Regions from separate parts of the Triticum aestivum genome. Here region 2 is linked to region 1. A link is a contact called in public Hi-C data. All regions are on one chromosome and are shown on one strand. The core of a region is the stretch at or near the end of the contact, and the rest is flanking DNA. Distances in the headings are between cores, read along the strand shown. Region 1 holds the start of LOC123078517 (probable receptor-like protein kinase At2g42960). Region 2 holds the start of LOC123078518 (inactive protein kinase SELMODRAFT_444075).

Region 1 (3,689 bases), core at 700-3,199:
AAATTGAATACAGTACTAACATAATCTCTTCACTAAAATGTAACAAAATAGCACAAGATCATGTAGAGATCCCTGCCTTCAATGATTATAGCATTATACGAGAATTAAACACCGAGTTACAGATTGTTTACCTGACCGACAACTGGACAGTCACTTGCAGCTCATAGACCAGACCAGCAACATAAAAACCTAATTCAACATCGATAAGAATGTTAAAAGAAGATTATCTACAGAATTCAGGAAGTCCAAACGACCAATTTATTCATAATGTATAAGACAAACAGCCGTTATAAGCAATTGATTGGTCTCTGAGTGCAATTAACATCGCAAATGCTAAAAATCTGACGCCGGATTTATAGGCATGGCAAATCAAACATTTTTCATGGCAATTTATACTGGTGCAAGGATGGCAAATTTAGTTTGCAAGCATGGCAATTTCCTGGAAAAAAAATGAACCGAGGCGGATTTGCCATGCTCGCCAACTAGACTTGCCATCCTCTGCAAACACAAGTTACACAACTTGCCATGAAAATGCCTAAAAATCTGACGTTCGCTGGATACTCGGGTCCATTAACATTAGCTCCAAAGCTCAAACATATCATACTCATTTTATGAAGCAACCTTGAGTACGTGATGTTTCCCAGGGTACTGACAATACATTGACAAATCAAAAGAACACACAAAAACTCTATATATCATGATCAAGAAAGAAGAGACGATCCAACTTTCATAGGGCACAGACTGGAAGCAGAGATGGGGAAGTCCAGTTTATAGATAGAGGGTGATAAAGACTAGCAGCTTGGGTTCAATTATGAGCGACATTCATCCAAGAGTACCAAGAAACTATTAACTCGGTTTCATCAAAAAGAAACTATTAACTCGGCTCATCTACTTCGAGTAAACACCCTGAACACATTAACACTGACTAAATCTGGGGCAAATAGCTCCGGTGCCTTCCATGGGAGCACCATGTGAGTCACGCAGCACGTATCTTTTTGATGCGAGCCTTGGTAGGCAAACACACAAGCAACTCGCCTGCACTCTCACACACAGCCTGAAAACTACAGGCATCTTATATCTTATCAACCATGCTCACCTGGGCATCATCAAGCGGGCCAAGAACGGGCAGAGGAGGCCGAACCCAGAGTCGGCAACCCGTCCGCCACCCCACCGCCCGCGCTCACGGAGACCACCATTCGGCCCCGCCACCCCTGGTACTCCTATACCCTACTCGAGAGGTGGAGAGATCGAAGTGGCCGAGGCCAGCCAGCAAGTCGAGTCTTGGTTGAGGCGAGGAGATTTCTCTTGGTTGGTGAGGTGCCTCTCTTCCTTCCTGGTCCGGCACACGCTTGTTGGTTTCTTTCGGCCGGGTGTCTGTGCCTAGAGTAGCACTGGAATTTAGTACTACTAGTACCACCAGCTCGTTTTCTTTTTTCTTGGTTGGATTTTGGTGAGCTGTATCCGGATCAGCTTGTCTGCCGAATTAAAACGCCAAAATAGATGAAAATTTCTTCTGTGAATGAAAAAAACTAAGGCTAGATGCATGAAATGAGACTAGTCTACACTTGTGAAATAAGGAGTACCAATATTTTCTGTGAACGTGTGCAATCGTGACCAAGTTGTTCGGTCAGGAATATCTTGCTAGGTTGGGCTCCCTTCCTTGGCTAGGCATTATCCTCCTCCTCCTTTGCTTTACAACTCCCACTGATTATAAGTGAAAGAAAAGCAGGGGCGCACTCGTGTAAAGATGGTAGCGGCTTTGGGGTTCATCGACCTGTGCTGTATTGCCCTCCTTTCCTTTCCTTTCCTTGAGGTCGAAGAAACCAAAAGAAGATGGCGCATGTACGTACGTACGTACGTTCGCTCTGTGTGAACTGTGAAGGAACCAACCTACTCCCGCGTGTCATGTCACCTTGTGTTTCTCGCCAAAGAAGAACAAATATAACCATGGTGCGGGGAATTCTAACGAGTGCAAGACAAAAGCTGGTGAACGGTACGTACCAATGGGTAGATATCTGTAGCTTTCCCGTGACAAATCCCTCAAAAAAAAAAAAAAGCTTTCCCGTGACAAACCAAAGAGCGCCCGCTGCATTTTCATGTGACGAGATCTGGATGAGCGACCGTGTGTGTGTCGGACCCACCACGGTCCACGGGCCTCCGACCGTGAACTCCCCTGCCGAACATTTTAGCAGCCTGTTAAAAAACAATTGCTTGTTTCAAAATATAAAATAAAAAAAAGATTTTGACACGCAAGTACTCCTTCCGTAAAGAAACATAAGCTTTTAGATCACTACTTTATATTTCCTTACATAGGGAGTGCCGACCAGTAGTGCGGCGGATTTTCTTTCCGGCGGCTCTGGTCATTGTGGGCTTTTAAATTCAGTGCAAAACTTGGTTTTATGCTTATGCTGCCATTTCATGTAATCGGTGTTAGTTAATGTATACCGCACTAATTAGGTGTAGAATTGGGTGCCCTCAAAGCAGCTCTAGTAGTCTATTATAAATTTGGGAGTGAAATACGCTGCTACTCCATTAACTGAAACTGGTTGCATGCTTTAGTCCAACAACTCAGAAATTGATCAATTTAGAACATAAACTCGTTAATTTAATCAAACTAATGTGCAATGCATGTTAATATTAGTCAAGATAATAATTACATTGCTTATTAATATTAGGCAAGATATAAACTACATATTAATATTAGGTAGGATATAATTACTTGGTTAATTAGTGGAGGGTGCTTAAATGTGTTTAGTGCTAAAAACCGGAGTGACGTATACCGTTGGATAGATGTGGTTGAACGGATGAGATTTATTGGATCTCTGCAACTCACTCTTTTTATATTGGTATATAGATATAGATATAGATAAGACTAAAACAGATTTGGAAGAAAAAACGACCACGTGGTTGCCACCTCAGTCTATGTTTGATGGCTCGTAAATTGACTAATTTTTGCATGGGTCCTTTTGTAACAGCGCTAGCTTCCTTGTTAGGTGGCTTTAAAACACTAAAGAAAAAACTAAAGGCCACACTGTTAGATAAAACGAGAATAAACAAGACACGAGACATGGATTTTTACATGAAAACCTTTGCGGGAGAAAATCATGGACGCATGAAGACGTAATCATTATGATGGAGGAGTATTACAAGCACGAGACAACGGACCGTCATTAGGTGCGACTAAATAGGGTATATATGAGGGCAATACATGAGAGTCCTTGAAGAACAAGTAAACGAGTTGTACTCGTACGCGTCAACGTCAATGCAACGCCCACACCGTTTGTACTACGTCTAGTCTAACATGGTAGAATTTGAATCACAATTTAACAATCTCCACCTTGAGCCAAATTCCCTCCACGTTGAAGAAAATAAATAACTCCATCCAAATCAACATAAAGGCCTTGTGCGTCAAAGTCCATAGGACTAGTGAGAACTAACAACTAAGTCTGAGCAAAGCTCAAACTTTTGCTCAGACTTAGTGGTAGGAACTGGCTTTGTCATCATATCAGTAGGATTATCATGCGTACTTATCTTGCATACCTTCAAATATCCTCAGCAATAACATCTCCAATATAGTGAAATCTGACATCAATGTGCTTTGTTCTCTCATAATACATTGGATTCTTTGTAAGACATATAGCACTTTGACTGTCAGAAAATATGGTAGAGCAAGATGAATCTCCACAAAG
Region 2 (3,689 bases), core at 852-3,351, 290 kb before region 1:
ATCTAGCACAACCCAGCTTGCTTGTGCTCGCTTAGATTCAGCAGCTACGACACCAGGAGGAGATCCAGAAACAACCTTAACCTTAACATTTATCTGCACAAATGAGAATCGTCATAAAAAAGATTGCAGTGTGTGATAGGAGTCAAGAAAACATGTACAGAAGCATTAACAGTGATCCTGATTAGCCTGCTGGCTACCGATTGTTATTCTGTCACTTAATCAATAAAGCTCCCATTTCCACCGCACAAAAAAAAACATGTACAGAAGCATGTACAAACCTTGCTTGCATCATAAACATCATGAAGTTTGAGCATCATTTGCGAACACAGCTCTGAGACATCTGACTTCTGATCCAACATGGTCTTATGGCCACTTGCGCAATCTCCCGCAAATAGAGGAAAGCCCCAGAACTTCCTGCCTGAAAGAGGGAAACCATAGTGCATTAAGGCCACTACCACAAAATTCAAAACTCAACCCAGAACTCGTGGAAGGTACTGGACAAAGTGCAGCAACTTCAGTGATCATGGTAACAGAAGAGTTTAGAGACCAATGATGGCAACCCATATATGCATTTAGCTGTGCAACTAATGTGCATATAGGATGCACTATTATAGCTAAGCCCCCAAAACAACACCGCAGTACAACAAAAGTAGAAAACTGCATTTGCGAAGGACGGACAGGATTGCAAGGAAAGGAAACAATACCAGAGCTCTGTGCCGGGATGACAACGAGGAGTATGATGTTGCCGCCGGGCTGCACGACGTGCGTCAAAGCCCAGACGATGGCTGTCTTGGAGATCTCCCTAATGGCAGCACGCACCGCCACCACCACCTTCTCCTCGGCAGCAGCAGCCGGTGCGCCCTTGTCGGCGACGGCCTTCCCCTTCCTCTGCTGCAACAGCAGCTGCTGCTGCTTGATAGAGCTCGCCATCACCTCCTCTCCGGCGATGCCTACAAATCAAGAAGCTCCCTCTAAACAGCCGAACCACGGAAGTGCTGGCCAAACCCAAGAAGCAAACAAGTAGGAGTAGTAATGCCTAGTACAAACAACGCAACAACCAGCCCCAAGTGCTTAAATGCAAATGAGATAGGAGGAGCTACTGACAGTTGCCAGCGGCGTTGGACACCGAACTCTGTTCACAGAACCAAAAGGCAGCCAAAGACCAGTAAAGATGGCGGCAAGGCAGTAAAAAGGAGACGGCCTTTCCTCCTCAGCTGGGTCCCGGATTCTCGACGACCAAGCTGCTGCGGATTGAGAGAAAGATCGCCCACTTTATGGCTGGCCGCAGAGCGGGCACCACTGCCGCCTGTGAATGGATGTCCTCGCCGCCACTGTAGCCGGAATAGGGAGACGGGGAAGGGGAGAGAGCCCAGCTCCAGCTCCAGCTCGCTCTCGCTGTCTGGGATGAGACGACGAGGTGACCCCGCCTCCCCGTTGCGCCAAACCGGTCAGATTGCACAGTGCCGCCTCGTCCTCCCAGCCTACACGATTCCCAGCACGCCGTAGGAATCCCCAAATCATTGAAAAATCGTTCGAATCTTCGCACAGATCTCGCCGCGCTCTCCGCCTCGAAATTGGCCTCCACGACCACGAGTGGGACAAAATGGAGTCAATTTCTACGGAAATTTCCCCATTCCATATGCAAAAGCAGATCTCCGACGCGATATTTGACTCGCATTGCCTTCCATAAACGAACACCTACTCTTCTCAAATACCCGGGAAACTTGCCCGCCATTCCAGGGCGGACTTCGGGGGCATCTGAACCGACGCGAATCGAAGCTATTCAAAAAACGAAAACGACAGCTCAATCAAAATGGGGAAAGAGAAGAGACCCATCGAGAAGATAAGACGAGGAGCGCCCGGCCCGCCGCCGGAGAAGACGACGAAGAGGAAGCTCCGCCTCGCGCGCTGCCGCCCCTCCTACGACCTGACCTGGGTACGATGCGAAACCTAGGGCGCTATAGTGCCGTACGTGTGGGAGCGGGGGCGGGTGGAGGCGGTGGCCATTAAAGAGCCAAGGAGCGCAAGCAATTAAACCTCCATTGCTGTGCGTGACGCTAACCTCTTCAGGCTTCAGTTCCTACTAGTGGTACCGTCGTTCGCCGTCCAGGAGTAGCCTACCCGTTCTACCCTCCAGGCTTGGTCGCATTAACGGCGCTGCCACTCAAATGCGACGCGTTTGAAAACCGGTCGCCATCGCCGGCCATCTGATTGGGATCGGACGGCCGAGGAGTCTCGCAGGATTGAATGCGGCTCAGGGTGCTGTCTCGTGAGCAGGCGGTCCCAGCTTCCAGGTGGGGACCACGCGACAGTGTCAGGCAGTGCACGGCCCCGGCGTGGTCCCGGTGCACGAGCAGGGCGCTGACATGGTCCTGGTGGGCCATCGCCGTCGCCTCGTTCCTACTCCTACTACAGGGTTGATCTGATTTCTGAACTTTTGCTGCAGTTTGGCGGAAAATTTCCCAGCCTTTTTACAGGCTTTTCTTCCCTTGGATGGATGCAGCAACCCGTAGGGGCTACCTTGTATAGGGACTTACATGTCTTTTTGTGTTTATTGTGTGTTGTACTTTCCATTGCGATGTGATGTGAGAGCAGTGGTGCTATCGACGAACGGATGCTATGGGTTAAAACTAGTAAAAGGTGACAAGTCAATGGGTTAAAACCCTTTTTACGTATACTCTTATGTACACTGGCGGAGCTATGTGCATCCTGCAGGTGCCATGGCCCCCCAATCTTGGCAAATTTAGTGAAGAATTTTTTTTATAGAGAGATTTAGATTAAAAAATAGAGATGTTTTCCACTGTTTTTTCTCTTTGCCCCCCCCCCCCACACACACACAATCTTCCTGGTCTAGCTCCGCCACTGCTTATGTAGGTGCAAAACGTTTTTGCCTTGGCCATTCGACTGGAAGAAAATGAAAACATGAGATGAGGACCCAGGTAGATTGTTTTTAGATGATATCACTACACTATAGGAATATTAATACTACATATCAAAGTTGTATTAGAGCTGTTGTATCAGAGAGAGTATTATTATCTAAGTGAGCATGCAAAGAGCCGTGTACCGTTGGCGACGCCCAAAAGATGATTGCAACCAACAGTTTGGCTATGTGCGTAGCGTTTTAACAATCCAATTATCTACCTATGTGTCAGCGTGTATACTGTGTGCACTATATATATGTACAAGAAAATATGATGAGCTCCGGCTGCCCTTTGAAACGTACCGCCGATGTCCCCAGTCAATCAAGTGGTACTGCTGGTACGCTTGCAGACAATTCAGTGGCCCTCCGATCCGTAGTAGGTTTGTAGGTGTATTCTTGCCTGTCTTGTAAGGCTGGCCATATTAGGGTAACATAAGTAGTAACATGTACTTGAGACTCACAAACATGATTATGTGGCAGTCAATTAAAGGAGAGAGATAGTTATAGTAACATAGATAGATAACGTAATATAATTAATGTTATGCTACTACTCCCTTCTTTCCGGTTTATAAGGCTTAGTTCAAAAATCTCACCAACCAAGGTAGATGGTGAGTGGTGAAATACTTTTTATAGTTTGCAAAAGCACCCAATTAATGCTCTTGTTTTCCTAAAAAAGTATGTTTACCAATGCATTAATTGCAATACATGCATGCATAAATTACATGCATTGGTCAATTTTCTCTTAATACTTGCATGCAATAATTTAATG

Evidence for each region. Hi-C and Micro-C count contacts between places; a contact is called where the count stands out from the background.
Region 2: a contact with region 1 is called in a Hi-C map of leaf, with 2.4 times the contacts expected there. The contact joins the promoter of LOC123078518 here to the promoter of LOC123078517 in region 1. A contact is called at or near these places in 2 of 5 Hi-C or Micro-C datasets (both in leaf).

Annotation. Positions count from the first base shown.
Region 1 is chr3D:296,626,363-296,630,051 of IWGSC CS RefSeq v2.1, reverse strand. LOC123078517 (probable receptor-like protein kinase At2g42960) reads right to left here and starts at 1,949. Exons shown (of 9, transcript XM_044501053.1): 1 at 1,859-1,949; 2 at 132-189. The coding sequence starts at 1,949.
Region 2 is chr3D:296,919,410-296,923,098 of IWGSC CS RefSeq v2.1, reverse strand. LOC123078518 (inactive protein kinase SELMODRAFT_444075) reads right to left here and starts at 2,101. Exons shown (of 10, transcript XM_044501054.1): 1 at 1,833-2,101; 2 at 705-950; 3 at 279-418; 4 at 1-93. The coding sequence starts at 1,836.